Regions from separate parts of the Mus musculus genome. Here regions 1, 2, 3, 4 and 6 are each linked to region 5. The links are chromatin contacts, called in public promoter capture Hi-C maps. All regions are on one chromosome and are shown on one strand. Each heading gives the region's core, a stretch centred on a gene start, on an enhancer-like site or on the middle of the called end of the contact. The rest is flanking DNA. Distances are from core to core; before and after follow the strand shown.

Region 1 (2,700 bases), core at 92-2,591, 3.2 Mb before region 5:
CTCTGTCTCTTTCTCTTTTTCTCCGCCCCCCACCCCCTATGTATCATCTGTCCCTCCCCCAACACACACACACACACACACACACACACACACACAGATAAATAACCTCAAAAGAAAACACAGTGAATGAAGAACCAAAATCATTTACACAGCAATTGATCAATAACCTCATGCCAACAGCAAGTCACCCGTATGCATATGCATGAAGGTTCGTAATTACCACTTGGCTGGCCAATTCTCATCATATGGTACGTAACATGCGGCTGGAAGAACCATAACTCTTACTAGTCCTCACTTTCATAAGCCTGAATCCAAAGGGTCAACCCTAAGGCTCCCCATCAGGTGTAGTATAATAAATGAGGACAATATTTAAAATGCCCTAAGCCTTCTGTAGCCTACTTCAGGTTTTTAGTTTGTGTGGGTCCCACGGGAGTAAGGTTATCATTTGCACCTAGAAAGGCGGCATAGCAAAAGCTGGGCAATAAGTAAAGGTCGACTCTGGTTCCAAATGAATGCCAGATGCTGGCAGTACAGCTACTACTGCAGCTTCAACGAACCTTAAACAAACTGACACCCCAGAGACAGAGATTGCAAAGATGTCTTCCCCGCCCCCAGCCCCATCCCATCCACCGCACCCGACTCTCTTTCCCACATCCTCTACACCCACCCGTCCTGCTCCCCAACTTGGAAGGCAGAGAAGGGGCAGCAGGGAGCTGAGAAAAAGGGGGTGGGGTCGGAGGCGAAAACAGCAAGGAGAGCCAGACAAAATGGGGAGGCGAGGCTGAGAACGAGATAGGAAAAATGGGGGGCGTAGCAGAAATAAAAGGGGGTGAGCCAGAGAAACGGAGGACGATTTAAGGCGAGGTGGAAAACGAAATGAGAAGGGGAGCAGAATGTAGGCCGAGCAGGACCAGGACAGGAGGTGAAGGAACCGGCAAGCAGAGAAAGGGACCGTGCCAGCTAGGGGACAGGGGTCCAAGTCACTTGCCATAAATCATAGCAAGGCCGGTTTCGTGCAGGAAGCGGGCCCGGCGGTGCTTGAAGAGCCAGATCGTCAGAATGGTGAGGGTGAGCAGCAGGATGAAGATGAGCAGGTTGGCGCTGTCCTGCCGATGGCTCTCCTCCGCCTGCTTCTCGGACACGATCTCCTCGTCCATGGCTCTGGTCGTTCCCCCGGAGCCGTCCAGAGCCCCGGTCCAGCCAAAGAAGCTCACTGCGAAGAGCAACCAAAGGGGCCGCATGAGCGGACGCGCCCGGGGCCCGCAGACGCCACGGCGAACGGGCGCCAGCCGCCAGCCGCGCCGAGCCCCAGCCATGTCTTCCCCCCACCCCCTGCCCCCCGCCCCTCTCCTCACCCGCAGCCGCCCGTGGCCCGACCACTCCCCGTGGGCTCACGGGAAAGGGGCGGGGCTAGAGCCCAGCCGGCGGTGCAGGCACCGCCCAGCAGGGCCTCCACTCTTAAAGTGACAGCCACAGCTCCCGCCTGCCTGTCCCCATTCTTTGGCTTGTCTACCCACCTACAGGCACGCCTAGAGCTCAGTCCCAAAGTGAAAACTTATCGAATCTAATCCACTGTTTTCCTCTGAAGAAACACGGGGCCAGTGTCATCAGAAGCAGGTTGCACGCTCTCCACTTGGGTTCAATTCTGACAGCTGGGAAGGGGACAGAAATCGATCTTCATAACCCATCTGGATATCGTCCCCCAGTGTCTCTTAAAGGCATAAGAAGTTGTCCCCATGGGAGTGGCCTTAAACTCCAGCTCTGTAATTTAAATCGGGATCCCCTTATTCTGCCCTTATTGGGGAAACAGTAACACTGTAAGAGTTCAAAAAAGAATTCACACAAAGGCATGGATCATAGATGTAGCTGTATAATCGGGTTTTCTTTGGATGTCAATGTTTAATATATGTCATCCATCATCAGGAATGAACACATAGGTTCATCAGCCTTGCAAAGAGTAGGCAATCAAGTTTGTGCTCAGATTTACCTCAGAGCTGTGCTACCTTGGAGAAGAAATCTTTGCTGGTACAGGGCTTTTGCCTCCCCTGTTGTCTTTTTTACTGTTACTTTAAGGCAAATTTCACCGCTTCTTACCCATTTGACTCCTTACCTTTCATTTCCCTTTCCCCAAAGAGGAATTTCTGCAGATCCCTCTAGAACTCATGAGGCAAGATTTTCACAGCTCACCTCCATAGTTGAGCTGTGCTTGGGGACTTTTTCAGAGTCTCCATACTTGCGGGCTCACTCCTTAGGTGAGTTAGGCTTCGTTTTATCTAGACTTTCACTTCTACACGAATAAGCTACACATTTCAAGCCCTGGCCTGCCACTGTTCCTTAAGGCCTCTATCTGTTGGGTAGTGAGTCTATCCTCTAAATTAGCTTATTCTTTCCTCTCTGAATATATATCCTTCCTCAAAGCCTTCATGACATCAGCAGTACTATTTACTATCTATCCCAACCCTGCCATTTTGTATATAGCATACCATTTTGAAACCTTTTCATCTCAGGGCCACATCACCCAACAACAACTACAAGCCACCCTGGTCTGTGAGGATAGCGAACTGGATGCCTCTTCCTTAACAAACTGCTTAAGCTCTGTGAGGATAGCGAACTTCAGGGAAATCAAAACAACTCTGGAATGGTTGTCCTGTGTGACTGGCCAGGAATATTTTTTCCAACAATAACGGCCCATTCTTTCCT
Region 2 (2,710 bases), core at 123-2,622, 4.7 Mb after region 5:
AGGGAGAGGTGGGGCTCAGCGAGGCCTCAGAGCAGCAGGTAGACTTAGGGCGGACATCAGCACCACCTGCACTGGGGATCATTTCCCTCCCGTGTCCCTAGCGTGTCTGGCGGTGACTGAGCTTTCCTGACAGGTGTCTACTGGCCAGATGACTTAAAGCTCTGTTGGATTATGTCTGAAGGAAGGGGCACACTAGTATGTAACATGTAGGTTTCCTGAAAATGTCCTGGTATCTACCCAGGGCCAGGGGTGTACTCCAGACTCTATTCTTTTCATCAGAAGTAGCTTTCCCTGATCCTGTCACATTTTCAGGTGGCCTTTCAAATGTTCAGCCGGAGTAAAGCTAATTTTGAATCAAGCCTTAATGTCTTCAAATCCAGCTAATGTCTGACCAGGTACATCACGGTACAGCTAAGGACTAGGAGCAGAAGCCCAGGAGAGGAGAAAAATCATTGTGAGGAAGGGCAGACACACACACGATCGGTATGTGACCGTGACGAAGAGCACAAGCCCCACAGTTTTGAAGTGCTGCAGCATGTGACCTTAAGCAAGTCCAGTAACCTGTCTGCGCCTCCGTTTCTTTGACATCGTGATAGGTTGACTGTGGAATGAACTGTCTCTGAGCAGCCAAGTAGCAAGGTTTTGAATAGAATGAAAGGCAAATACCAATTCTAAGAAGCGCTGAAGGCAACTGAAAAGTGGACCTGTGAGCAGAGGAGCTTCCAGAGTGTGAGGTGATGAGCTTGTTCAGAAGCGATGACCAGGGGCACTAAATAACCGGGGGAGGGGGCATAGGGAGGAGAGGGGAAGGGGTGGAGAGAGGAGAGGAGAGGGATGAGGAGGGGAGGGGAGGGGAGAGGGATGGAGAGGGATGGGGAGGGGAGGGGAAGGGACGGGGCGGACTCTGAAAGGCACTGCTGGAGAAAAATGGGGACCTCACCAACAAAGATCCAGGCGCTGTGCTTGTATTCCGAGTGCCAAGACACCTTTTCCGCCACTCCAAGTTGAACCTCTCGCTCATTCAGTTCATTGATCAGCTTCACCTTAGTCAGAGGGCTGCGCGGGTGGCAGGCAAGCCGGTAAGTGCGATAAGTACTTTTCCTCCCAGCCCGCCCTCTCCCTACCGAGCTTCTCCCGCCCGGAGGCCCGGAGGGCGAGGACCGGTCCCCGCCCTTTCTGGGCGGCCATCCTCAAGCCACTCTCCCTTCCGCGGAGAACACTCCCGCCCCTATCCGCAGAGAAACAGAATCCTTACTTCATATTCGCATCTTCGCGCGGCTCGCTTCAGACGACAACAGCTTCCGGGTGAGGCTCCAAAGCGCTCCCGCGACCCGAACACCCAGCTCAGATTGGAGCACGGGGCCCGCGAGGCGGAACTTCCGCCGGAAGTTCCGGCCCGCTAAGCCCTGGCGCCTGCGCAGTAAGGTGAAGGTGCTTTCTCAGGCATTCGCTCCTGTGGAGGGACAGTTCCCAAGTCAGTCCCCGCCCCCTTTTTGATGGAGAGCGATGGGGGGACCCTGTGTTCCTCTGCCAGTCGGAATTAAATGCCCACGTATAAACAAGCAGGCAAAAATTAGCATTGTCAAACTAGTACCTATCAACTAAAGAGTTAGAGAACTTAAAGGTTGTGAATGAGAGACAATTTATGCACGTTATCTCTGTTAGATCTCAAACCCCAGGCTAAGGCTCACACCATTGGCTCCTCCCAGCACTCCTCACCCTGCCCCTACCCTAAACCTCTGCCTCCCAGGGGGCGGCTCACTTTCTGCCATTTGCATTTTTCATTCAATCTCTTGTTTGTTTCCTTGTGTAGCCTTAGCTGTCTTGGAACTCGCTCTGTAGACCAGGCTGACCGCCCAACAACCCCATGAAATACAGTTACCATCCCCATTTTACAGAGGAAAAAAACTGAGCTTCAAAAAAATTAGCTTGAAGGTCTAGAGAGGTGGCTCAGTGGTTAAGACCATTTGCTGATTTTTTTCCAGAGAACCTGCACCCAAAACAGGTGGCTCACAACTCCAACTTCAGAAGATCCTCCTCTGGCCTCTGTGGGCACTTGCACTCACATAATTTCTGTCTTCTTCAGATAGAAATTCAGTTTTTCCAGCATATTTCTTAAGTAGGTTATTTTTTTCCCAATATATGTTTTTGCTTCCTTTGTCAAAAATTAAATAGGAATAGCTTTGGCATTTTATTCTGGATTCTCTTATTCTATTTCATTGATATTAATGTCTACTTTTATAGCAATACCAGGCTGTCCTTATGACTATAGGTCTATAGTAAAATTTGAGGTCAGGTCCTATAATGCTATCAGCATTGTTCTTATTCCTTGGGATTTCTTTTCTACCTATTGTCTTTTGTAGTTCCATATCAATTCTTGTGTTATTTTTCTAAACCTGTGAAATACATCAGAATTTTGAAAGGTGTTGCATGAAATCTGCAAATTAATTTTGGAAGTATACCCATTTTCACAATATTTATTCTACCAATTCAGAAGCATGGAACTCTCTTTTTCCCCCTGAGACGTGGTCTCACTATAGAGCTTGTGACTCTCCTGGCATTCACTTTGTAGAGCGGGCTGGCCTGAAATTCACAGAGATCCACCTGTCTCTGCCTCCCAAATGTTGTGGTTAGAGGCAGTATGGAACTCTTAAGGTAAGAGACAACATGTAATATTCTCTTTTGAGGCTGATCAGAATATTACGTCTCC
Region 3 (2,700 bases), core at 86-2,585, 3.1 Mb before region 5:
GGTGGCACAGGAGGGGCGGGGGCCAGAGCCTCGAATGCAAAGGAGCTGCTCTGGGAGGCCAGCGCTAGTGCAGCCCGGCATTTGGCAGGAAGAGGAGGGGAAGATGCGGTGAAGGAGAAACGGACCGGAGCGGGAGGAGGGAGAGGAAGCCCAGGCGGGGCGGGCCGAGGGATGGAAGGAGGGACCAGAGGAGGAGCTCGGGCGGCAGCAAAGCCCGCGCGGGGCTAAGAGAACATCGGGGCGGAGTCCCAGGCGAAGGGGCCGCAGCCTCACCATGGGCCTCGAGCCCTCCTTCCTCGGCCTCCTCCCCTCCCTCCTTTCCATCTCAGCAGCGCCCTCACCCTGCCTCTGGCTGCCTCATACAAAAGCAAAATGTCCGCCATCTTCGGAGGCGATTGCTGCAGCCGTGCTAGGAACTCGGCCCTCCAGTGCCTTCTCTACACCGGCTGCTCATCTCCGGGCCCCTCTCTGCGACCCCCGACCGCCGCCACCCGCCCTGCTCCTCCTGCCCTTCGGCGCTCCTCACTGCAGCCCGTCCCGCAGGGCGACGCAGGATCGCCACGGGTGGAGGCAAAAGGGATCAGCAGCCCCAGGCTAGTGGACGCGCACGCTCTTCCCGCCCACCGCTCCCCCGCTGGCCTGTTTACCTTGATGCAGTAGGGAGGCTCATCGTAGGTGACCAGCATGTACCTGTCTCCGCGGCTGGCTGGGTCCCGGGCGCGCAGCTGCGGGGCGAGGGATGACGGGGGGGTCGCGTAGGAAACGAGGGGAAGCGATACAAACGTTACAGAAGCACCTCAGTCCAACCCACCCATCCCACAGAAGCGACCCCTTCATCTCCTTTCCCCTCCTTTTACCTTCAAGAATAACTCCACAGCGCCTTTAGCAATGTCCAAATAGGAGGTGCCCAGGTCAGTGCGCTGGTTCATGGAGGCGGACGTATCTATGAGGAACAGCAGGATGGGCATCTTCCACTACACCCCTGGTTCTGGTCCCCACTCTCCCAGTCCCTTTTCCCTCAATGCCACGTATGGCTACCCAAATCCTGAACTCTCGCAGAGCCAGGGAGCAAGAGGAAAAGTGGGAAACGGGATGGGATAGATGGGACCGCTCCTGGCCTCTTTCTGCAGCCCCAACTCCTCTCCCTCCAAGGGAACTTGAAAGTGTGAGTGTGTCGGTCTCCGGGCCGTCTCTCTTCCCCTCTTCTGCCACCACTACTGCCCGCCGCCGCTGCCGCTGCCAGGACTACTGCCTAAGCATCCGTCCACGCTCACTAGAGCGCTCGCCCCAGACTGAGAGCCCTCTCTGTTCACTGACACAACTTCTGTCTGCTCACCTACCATCAGCACCATGTGACTAGAACACACGCCATTGGCTGCCAATTATGTTTAATTTACATATTCATTAGATGACTGGGTAAAGGGAGGGACTTGGGCCAAGCTTGAGGGTTGTAGTTTGGAACCCATGCTGGAGGTAAGGGGCGGGGGAGTAAAGGACCTTCTTCAAGCTCAGATTCTCCTTTAAAGGATTTAGAAGCCTTTAGGGTAATTTGTTTGGTCGTTTGGATGGATTTTCTTTCGTGCTTCAAAGATGGTAATTCGAAAGGAAAGGAGAATTGGGCAACAGTTGCATAGAAACAGATGTTTAGGCAGGCTTCACACAAAACATAACTACAATCAATCAATCCTGCCAGTGGCTAAGACCAAAACATTTCAGTAGCAGCAAACTTCTTTCCTAGCCAGACTTGCTCAAATTCCCTTAGATTAGTCCCTCTTCCTGATCAGTGTTTACATGTCGTTTTCTTGGTTGGTTCAGCTACTTAAAAAGGAAGCTGCCGCGGAAACGTTACCCTAAGCTGTCCTTTTGTAAGGACAGGCTCTCTCAGGCTTTGAAACATTGACCAGCCTGTGATACTTAAACTCCTGTGGGGACTGTGCGGCCTTTATCCATGGCTGATATCCTGCTTCAACTCAGGTTCATTGAACGTCCACAAAAGTGCTAGGCACCTGAAGTAGGCGTTCAATCATTGAAATATGTAGGGTCGATGGTACTGAAATTTAATTTTCAGTAGAGGGAAGTTGCCAATGCTGGCTCCATGTAAGTACTTGGTAACTGGTCAACTATACTTGGCTTTCCACTGCATATGACTCAATTTTTAAACTTGTATCTCAGGCTGGTCCTGAACTCCTCAGCATATCCTACAAGCGTGTGCTATGCCAACTACTGTGACATTATTTTTAATATAGAGTATGAGGTAGTGTTGCAGCATAGGAGTACGATGTTTGCCCAGCTCCTGTGAGGCGCTGAGTTTGAGTCTCCTACAACACTGATGATGGCGATAATGATGATAATGATACAGAGTATTTCTAGCAATGTGCTGTACACAAGTTAGACTCTTGAGCTTCAATGAGTATACAATTTTAATACAATGTGAAGATCACATATATATCTGCAAATGTTTTCTATATTGTTTGTAGATATCCTGTGTATATGTTCTACATGATTGATATATATTATGTTTTCTCAGAAATAAGACCAAAAATGGTGATGCAAGTAAAAACAGCGAGGCAGCACTTGCCTGTGGTCTAGAAGTTCAGAAGATTTCATGGGCAAAGAACAAGGTGTAAAAGAGGGAATCTGGCTTAGGAGGAATGGTGTGAACAAGAGTCCGCCAGAGACCACTCTATGTGTGATGAAGAC
Region 4 (2,700 bases), core at 181-2,680, 3.7 Mb before region 5:
TTTACAGTTTGGGATGCTTAAAATATGCACAAATAAATAGCTGAAATTTTTCAACCAACAATCAATCCCCCTGCACAATGGAAAAAGTTTTGTGTGATTGCCTCTCCGGTCGCTTGTCGCGCTGTTAGTTCCCTTTGATGCCAAAGTTCCTATGAGGCTAAGACTAACAGAGTACAGTTACCATACAGTTTACAAGACCAGGTTCAACACCACTTGTGCTATTTCCATGTTGAAATTAAACACTTAGCAATTCCCAAGTACAAATGTATAGATCTCTTTCATTCATTTCCTGTGCATTCCTAGTCATATTCCTGTGGTTATAGGGTCCGAACTCAGATGCCCTGGAACAAAATTTAATAGATAAAACAAGAATCAAGAAAAGTTTCTTCAGTAGAGGTGAATGACACCTCTTCCACCCTGTAAATCAACAAGCTGCATTCTACACAAACATGTACAGGAAGCGTAAATTAAGTTTGGCTATACAGGATAAAAGTCTTACTAATGTGATTTCCTTGGTGTTCTTCCTCTGTGCAGTAAAAATATCAAGATAAAAACGAATTGTGACCTTCACATACATACACAAATTAATAAGGCACAAAAAAATCACTTAAGGCACCACCCTAAGATTTACTTTCCTTTATACATCGGGAATGCAATAGACTGAACCAATAGACTAGCCACCAACCACCGGTTCAGAGACCTAGTACTTCAGTGGAGCAAACAGAAGAGGAATGTCCCGCAAGGGCTGCCAGTGAACCCTATGGCCCCGCTCCGCAGTGGGACTCCGATACTCTTTCTTACCTTAGGGAACCAAGCCTTCTTATCAAGGTCCCACTCGTAAGGAGTGTCATCTGGTGGTTGTCCCAAAGAATGGGCTTCTCCAGAGGGCTCATTCTGGGTGTCACCTTCCTTGGGGTCTCCTCCATACAATTCTTGCATTCGCAATTGCTCATCAAACTCATCGTTCCCGCTCAAGTTGTTGCCACTCATGGTTCTCACGTAGTCCCGGACACCGCGGTCAGAGAAGTGAAGAGGCCGAGAGGGCGCTGGACAAGAGCAGAGAAAGAGAGGTCTGCAGAGCTTGGACTGTGCACTGCAACTCCCGGGCCGCCTCCCGCAGCGCCCCAGCAGACCCTGGGAAGTCTGCGAGGCACCGCCCAGACTCCGCCCTCCCGCCCGCCCCCCTCGTGCACGCCTGCGCCAACAAATGGTCAGCGCTGTCGCTGCCACCCACCTGGCGGGCTCCGCAGGGCCTCGCCGCCGCCGCTGCTGGGGCCAGGGCGAGGCGGAAGCGCGCAGGCGCGCTGTCACCGCTGCGGCCGGTTCCGGAGGCGCCACAGCTTCCTCCCCGCCACGTCAGGCAACGAGTTGAGAGCGAAGTCCCCCTCAGGCTGATGCAGTCGCCATTGTCCGCGCGGGTGGCAACGTAGCGGGTCGCGCCGACCCGCCCACGGGACGTCAAAGGTCCGCGACGCTTGCGCGGCCAGGGGGCGGGGCCTCGGAGCCCGGCTGCCGCCGCGTGTCTGTACTTATTGGGAACTGGCCTTTAGGGACGCAGCCTGCCGAAATGCATGGCACCTCGTTAACCTCGGGCTCCTCTGCGCTCCGGACGAGTTTGGCCGAAGCGATAGCCTGAAAAAGGACTCTTCCAGTAGAGCTGGCGCGGAATGGGCTTTGCGGCAGGCGCCATCTTGGGGAGGTGGGTGGGACCGTGGGACAAGTTTCTCCCGCTTCGCGAAACCTTGGCGCCTCCTTCGCGCAAATCCCCGCCCCTGCACTGGAGCCGAGGATTGTCTTATTTTTCGAATGCTTGTCCTTAGTGTACACGCGGGTTTTGTTCATCTTAGTAACCCAAACACATAACATGCTGTTTGGAGGTCTAGTGAAGCATGAGTTAACAAGCAGTGGGCAGAAGGCCCCATCACTTCCTAATCTCACCCCCCTTTTAGGCATCTGGTACCACCCTCTGGCTGCTGTAGGTGAGAGGAGCTTTTGCCTGCAGCTTACTGCAACGTGTCCGAGGTGTTCCAGACTGGAATTTGAAGCTTGAGTGTAAACATAACCCTATGGCCTCATTTCCTTGTGTCTTAGTAAGACAGCCAACAGTCTTCCAAGAAAAGCTGAGCTTTTTCCTTAGATGTTTCATGCACCTAGAAAAGGGAAGGGGTCCATATTTTTAGGACAGACAAGTATTTACTGAACTCCTATTAAGTGCCAGGCTTTGAGGGAGATTCTGAGGCAGCAGCTAAGACATGCACAAATCAAGGGCGGTTCAGTTATAGTTGGCGAACAATATGACAGGAGCACCAGATGCGGGAGAGCAGCAATTATTTTGTTTTAAGCATTTTTTAAATATTTTTATTAGGTATTTTCCTCATTTACATTTCCAATGCTATCCCAAAAGTCCCCCATACCCCTCCCCACTCCCCTACCCACCCACTCCCACTTTTTGGCCCTGGCATTCCCCTGTACTGGGGCATATAAAGTTTGTAAGTCCAAATGGCCTCTCTTTCCAGTGATGACTGACTAGGCCATCTTTTGATACATATGCAGCTAGAGACAAGAGCTCCAGGGTACTGGTTAGTTCATATTGTTGTTCCACCTATAGGGTTGCAGATCCCTTTAGCTCCTTGGGTATTTTCTCTAGCTCCTCCATTGGGGGCCCTGTGATCCATCCAATAGCTGACTGTGAGCATCCAC
Region 5 (2,700 bases), core at 70-2,569:
GTGTGTCAGACCAGCTAGCGCTATAGTCAGGCCACGTTTCAGACAAACAAATAAGACATGTCGTTCTTATGGAAGATTCTGAAAGGTTAGTTGGGAAAGTGACATTTCCCCTGGATCCTGAAAGATAGGTGTTCAAAAGACAGATAAGAGCATTGCACAAAGTCTGTGAGTAAAGGTCTCAGAGCCTAGGGCCCAAGTGATATCTACTGTTATAGACCCATTGATTAAGAGTAATGAGGAAGGTTTTGGGTCTTATACTTGTGCAGAGGGTACCCTTGGACCGTATTGTTCCTTTTTGAACATAATTAAGTTTGAATTTTGAAGTGTTTTCCATTTCATTTACTTTTCTTTTTTGAGACAGGGTTTCTCTATCCTGGCTGTCTTGTGTCCAGCACACTGGGTCTTGCTAGGTAGGCCAGGCTGCTGAGATATGAAGTCCTTGGGGTCTTTGGGACTTTGCCCCTTTGGTGCTTGACTTAACAGTTGTCCATTGTTCCTAGCCGAAAAGTCTTTTCTCTCTCATTTGTTGTTTGCTTGGTGTTGAGATGGGGTCTCATATATAAGCAGGCTGGCCTCAGTCTCAAAGATCTACTGCTTCCCCTTCTAAGTGCTAGGATTAAAGCCCTGTAGCAGCATACCTGCCTGAAAGACTCTAAGAATAGAGTACAGACCTGAGAATAGAGATTTCCCCTTTAAAAGTCAATTGTTATTTTGTAACTCAAATTTGTCTTAACTCAGGATCCTCCTGCCTCAGCCTTTGAATACTGGGATTATAGTCTTGTTCTACCATGCCAGGCTTGAAAAGCTTTAAGTAGAACAGCAGGGTCACCTATACCTTAGACTGAGCCAACTGGATTGCTGTCTGGGCAATAGTTTAGACAAAGTAACAGTAGAAAGAATGAATCCAAATAGGAAGCTACTGTAGCAGCATGAACAAATCCTGAACAGTCTGCTTTGCGCCGATGATAGAGTGGAGAAAGAGAGCTAGTGCTTAATACAGAGTCTCAGAGGAAGAGTCACAAGCCTTGGGTATTCATTGTATGGAATGCATTCTGAGTTGGGGAGAGGAGTGAATGAGGCAGACGTCAAAGGTCACCACCAAATGAGTGCAAAGAGATTGCACTCAGAGAAAGCCTCTAATCCTCTGGGGGCGGGTGAGGGGGGCGGAGGAAAAGGAGGGGCGGCCAGAGGACAAAGGAAGTAGTTTGAAGCATAGAGAAGGAAGAAACCCCAGAAGCCAGGTGGCAACACAGAAGCCCCGCCCCCGGCTAGACCCCGCCCCGGGCCCGCCTTTCCTTCCTCTTCTCACCCACCCCCCAGTTGCGACTCATCCTCCTGGGCGGGGAGAGGTGGCAGTCGAGTCCTCCCATATCCCAGCAGGCAGTGCAGTCTGGAGACTCTGACAAAGGAGCAGGGAGCAGTCGCAGCTGCTTTCCGAGGAGCCAGTGTTGCTGAGGTGAGAGTCCCTCAATGTCCCGTCACCCACTTTCTCTGACTTGCGGGGAAGACATGGAACTTACATGGCTGAGACCTCCCCCTCCGGTGTAGACAATGCCAGTACCCGTAGCCAGAGCTTGGCTCTGTGACTGACAGCAGGGCTGTTCAGTGCCGGGCTAAGGTGGGTGGCGGGGACCGGGCAGCGGGTCCACCGTTCTTGGACTGTTGGTGGCCCTTCTGCAGGGTCTCCAGGGCCAGCAGAGTTGTGTAGCTACCCCTGCCTAGACGAAGGCAGCCTCCGAAACCTCCCGCTGCCTGCCCGACAAGAGTTCAGTTGCCTTGGGGATGCAGCTCTAGGGACAACTCTTTGGCGGACATTGCCTGGAGGGCTGTGGGAGGGAAGTCAGTCGACTACCTAGTTTGGGATGACCCTGTCCTCGCCCTTCCTGCAGTTCAGCCGTTCCCCCCCGCGAGCAACTGGACGGAAACGGGGCGGGGGGCGACCGGAGCCAGGCGTCCCAGGATGGCTTTGCCTGAAGGGGCATGAAGGAAAGTAGAGAGACTGGGAGGGAGGGTGGTTGGTGGTCGAAGCAAGTATCTTCTTGGAATTACATAGGGGAGAAAGGAGGTAAGTGGCCTGTATCCTTACCCCTCCCTGGACCTCTGCACAGATCCTGATGGTTGCACCAGCTGCTCAGCTGTAAACAGGCTCACATGACCAGTTTCACATGGAGCCGGGTAGTGTGGAGATAGGGCTGTAAAGGCTGGGCCCCAAGCAGGTGGGGCTGGTCTTAGGCAGGAAGGTTTTAGCCCCTCCCTAGACCTCAGCCCTTAATCTTCTGCTGTTTCCCTCTGGGGAAAGTAACTGACATTTGTCTTTCTCTCACTGAAGTAGCATTGCTGTGCTAGTAGAATGGAAGGAAAGTTCACTTGGGAAAGCCACAGGGCAAGTAAGAAGTGCAAAGGGTCCTAGTATTTTGTCCTTTAAGGACATTTTAAGAGAAAGTAACCCTGAAAAAAAGTTCAAGTTCCTAAATTTTGCCTAAAAGGCAGTCCTGTTCTATTGGAACACTTTTTGTTTTTAATGTGAATTCCAGACAGGAGAAAGTCTACTCTTTTCGGGAAAGGCACACATGGGATTTAATACATTCTTAGTGACGAAAATCTTGTCCACACTTCCTGTAAGTATTAGGAAAGCTCTTTGTGTATAAAATACTACAGTCAGGAAATTGAGTAAGGAGTAGACAGCCAGCTTTTCAATTA
Region 6 (2,700 bases), core at 93-2,592, 4.0 Mb before region 5:
GATTCTAGCATCTACTGAAGACCAGCCTCTACATCCAGCCTCGTGGACTGAGGAACTTCTGGGTTCATAGTCAGTCATTGTCGCATTACCTGGTCCACAGTCTGTAAGTCATTCTAATAAATCTTTCCACATATCTCATATATATTTGATTTTGAATTGAATTTTTGTTATGTATCAGAAACCTTTTATTATTGCCACTTTTACTACTATGCCCACATTCAATTCTATCACCCCATATGAGGAAATATGATCCATAGTATAAAAGGCTGGTATCTAAAATCGTTTTTCTTGGGAGGCAAAGACAGGGATCTCCAGCCTGGTCTGCAGAGCAAGTTGTAGGACAGCCAGACAGGAACAGAAAAAGAAAAAAGGAAAAAGGAAAGAAAAGAAATGAAAAGAAAATCCCCTCTAGGTTAAATTGTTATTTTTCTTTCACAAGCAGATAAAAATTTAGAATGCAGAACCTGGTCTGGTAGCTCATGCCTGTAATTCCAGCACTTGGAAATCTGAGGCAGGATCAGAGCTGTGAATTCCAAGACCACTCTCAGCCTGACTGGTACTGTCTCAAAACACAAAACAAATTAAGAATGCTCACTTAAAGTTCAAGCATGCTTGGTAGCATTTTTTTTTTTTTGTTTGGTTTGGTGTTTGAGACAGACTCTAACAAAGCCAGTCTGTGCTGAAACGCGTAACTGCCCTACTTCAGCGTCCCAAATACTGGGATGAAATGTGTGGGTAAGCACTCCCAACTATCGTCAGGGATTTTTGTTTGACAGTCTTAACCCCGAGGCACCTGACTCTGGTCTCACTTGCACAGAAATCAAGTAGGTACTCAGTAATCGTTCTATATGAATGATATTTTTGTAATGTCATCAAGTTCTGTTTTCACTTAACACTTACTTAACAGATTCTTCCAATGTATTACTTATTGCTCAAGAAAATTTAGCCAGTTATTGAGTATCAACGAAACTTCTTTGTTTCTTATTTCTATAACGTTGGCATTCTACCGTTTTTTCACATTGCTTTTGGAATTAGGATTTTCATGCAAAAGTAAAAGTTTTGCGCCTTGTTTGACCTAATAGGTTGCTCAATAAATTTACTTCTCTAGTCAATAAATCCCGTCCAGTGTTTTAGCATATTTAGCGAAGCTAAAAGGCGCCTTGGAGGAGAATGGATGGGGGCAGGGCAAACGGTTAAAATCCGGCACCGGCCAGAACTTTAAGAGACACAGGAAAGAGGCGGAGTGACTAGTGAATGACAAAGGGAACAGCCAATGAAGAATCTGGGAACCACTCCCTCCCCTCCCTTCGTGCTTCAAATTCTAAGCTTAATTTCCATCCGGGTTCTTCAGCCTCGTTCCCGGGTAGTATAAAGATTGCAGTCTCCTTTGTTCGCCCTCGTTGCGCAGTCGTCCTAGCGTCATTTCTGTTCCGTTCTGAAAATCGGTAGCTGTCACTGGTGCGGCGCTGCTCGGGAGGTCCGGTCGGCGAGCTCAGAGGAGCTTGAGACCGTCGCAGTCCCCTCGGGTAGGACTTTCCTTTCCTTGGCCTGTTTTCCATACAGACTTGTTAGAGCTGGATGTCATTTGTTTCCCGGGAGATAGTGGCGGCGGGCGCCATTTTAAGACACCCAAAGGTGTCAACCTATTTAAAGCAGAAGGGGTGGAAGCAGCACATTATGGGGTCAGTTATCTGAGTGCGTCTCCCGGAGGTTTGGCTGTCCCCTGTCGCGGGAGGGCGGAGGGCGCAGCTTTGTAGGTGGGGCGGGACGTGCTGGGACCGCGGGAGTAACACCAGAATAGCGTCCGTGCTAATGATAGGCTGGTGGACTTCTGAGGCTTCCTCTGGTCCTTGGCGGCAAGGAGAGGAAGCTTTCTGAGTTTTCGCTGCAACTGTCAATGCAAAAGTTAGTTCGTCCGGAGGCTGTTGGTGGTTCTGGGTTCGTTCCAAGTGTCGCCATTTTGTCTTTAACACGCGGTTTTTAATGAGTCTTAATTAGGTGTCAGGACTGGAAAAGAGTGTTAAGAGTGTGTGATTCTGAGTTCCGTTATCTTCGGACTCTGGCACTTTTTCTTTTCGATCGGATAACTAACAATCTTTCGTTGGGCTAGATGCAGCGACTTTGTCCTAAGGTAGAGATTTGTCCCTAAACTTAACTAGGGAATCTAAATGTGGAAAGGGCTTGCTCCTTACTTGGTGTGTCTGGCTGGTGACCTTGAATGAATAGGAAGTCTTTTATACCTTTGGCTTCGGGTTGGGGGCGGTGGGGCGGATAGCAAGTAGGTTGATAGGTAACGGAATGTTTTAAAGATAAGAGATCAAGACCATAGCCAGGTGTGGTGGCCCCCTTCTGTTAATTCCTGCACTCTAAGGTTGCAATCTTATATTAAAAGTAAAATACATTTAAAAGTAGCCTTTTTAAGTGTTGAGTAGCTCTTCATTGACTAAAAGCAGGGCAGATGAAGATGGTAAATTAGGCAGGCCCTTTTAACCCTGTTAATGAAAATTGCGCTGCACTGTTAGCCAAAGTATTTCAATTGATTTTCTACCACACTTGAGGTTTATTGGTATCTTTAGTTACTAAAGAATAAAGATTTTAACAAAACATGAGCCATAATTAAGCTGTTCAATAAACTTTGGGGACTTTCTACAGAGAGATAATAATACCATTTTTCAGCAGACCCCCATCGGTTAAGAGGAA

Evidence for each region. Promoter capture Hi-C pulls out the DNA fragments that hold promoters and counts their contacts.
Region 1: a contact with region 5 is called in a promoter capture Hi-C map of pre-B cells. The contact joins the promoter of Slc9a6 here to the promoter of Mospd1 in region 5. A contact is called at or near these places in 3 of 39 promoter capture datasets (cranial neural crest, maxillary cranial neural crest and pre-B cells).
Region 2: a promoter capture Hi-C map of erythroid cells shows a contact between it and region 5, with 24 times the contacts expected there. The contact joins the promoter of Rbmx2 here to the promoter of Mospd1 in region 5. A contact is called at or near these places in 2 of 39 promoter capture datasets (erythroid cells and maxillary cranial neural crest).
Region 3: a promoter capture Hi-C map of pre-B cells shows a contact between it and region 5. The contact joins the promoter of Ints6l here to the promoter of Mospd1 in region 5. A contact is called at or near these places in 3 of 39 promoter capture datasets (the HPC-7 cell line, cranial neural crest and pre-B cells).
Region 4: a promoter capture Hi-C map of pre-B cells shows a contact between it and region 5. The contact joins the promoter of Htatsf1 here to the promoter of Mospd1 in region 5. A contact is called at or near these places in 2 of 39 promoter capture datasets (cranial neural crest and pre-B cells).
Region 6: a contact with region 5 is called in a promoter capture Hi-C map of pre-B cells. The contact joins the promoter of Rbmx here to the promoter of Mospd1 in region 5.

What each region holds. Positions count from the first base shown.
Region 1 is chrX:56,608,476-56,611,175 of GRCm38.p6, reverse strand. Slc9a6 (solute carrier family 9 (sodium/hydrogen exchanger), member 6) reads right to left here and starts at 1,341. Exons shown (of 16, transcript NM_172780.4): 1 at 989-1,341. The coding sequence starts at 1,316.
Region 2 is chrX:48,693,666-48,696,375 of GRCm38.p6, reverse strand. It overlaps Rbmx2 (RNA binding motif protein, X-linked 2), which reads right to left and starts at 1,372. Exons shown (of 6, transcript NM_173376.3): 1 at 1,256-1,372; 2 at 941-1,056. The coding sequence starts at 1,260.
Region 3 is chrX:56,453,474-56,456,173 of GRCm38.p6, reverse strand. It overlaps Ints6l (integrator complex subunit 6 like), which reads right to left and starts at 1,335. Exons shown (of 17, transcript NM_172779.4): 1 at 858-1,335; 2 at 648-725. The coding sequence starts at 968.
Region 4 is chrX:57,052,300-57,054,999 of GRCm38.p6, reverse strand. Htatsf1 (HIV TAT specific factor 1) reads right to left here and starts at 1,430. Exons shown (of 10, transcript NM_028242.2): 1 at 1,235-1,430; 2 at 802-1,046. The coding sequence starts at 990.
Region 5 is chrX:53,369,178-53,371,877 of GRCm38.p6, reverse strand. It overlaps Mospd1 (motile sperm domain containing 1), which reads left to right and starts at 1,319. Exons shown (of 6, transcript NM_001290514.1): 1 at 1,319-1,456.
Region 6 is chrX:57,391,678-57,394,377 of GRCm38.p6, reverse strand. It overlaps Rbmx (RNA binding motif protein, X chromosome), which reads left to right and starts at 1,342. Exons shown (of 9, transcript NM_011252.4): 1 at 1,342-1,526; 2 at 2,680-2,700.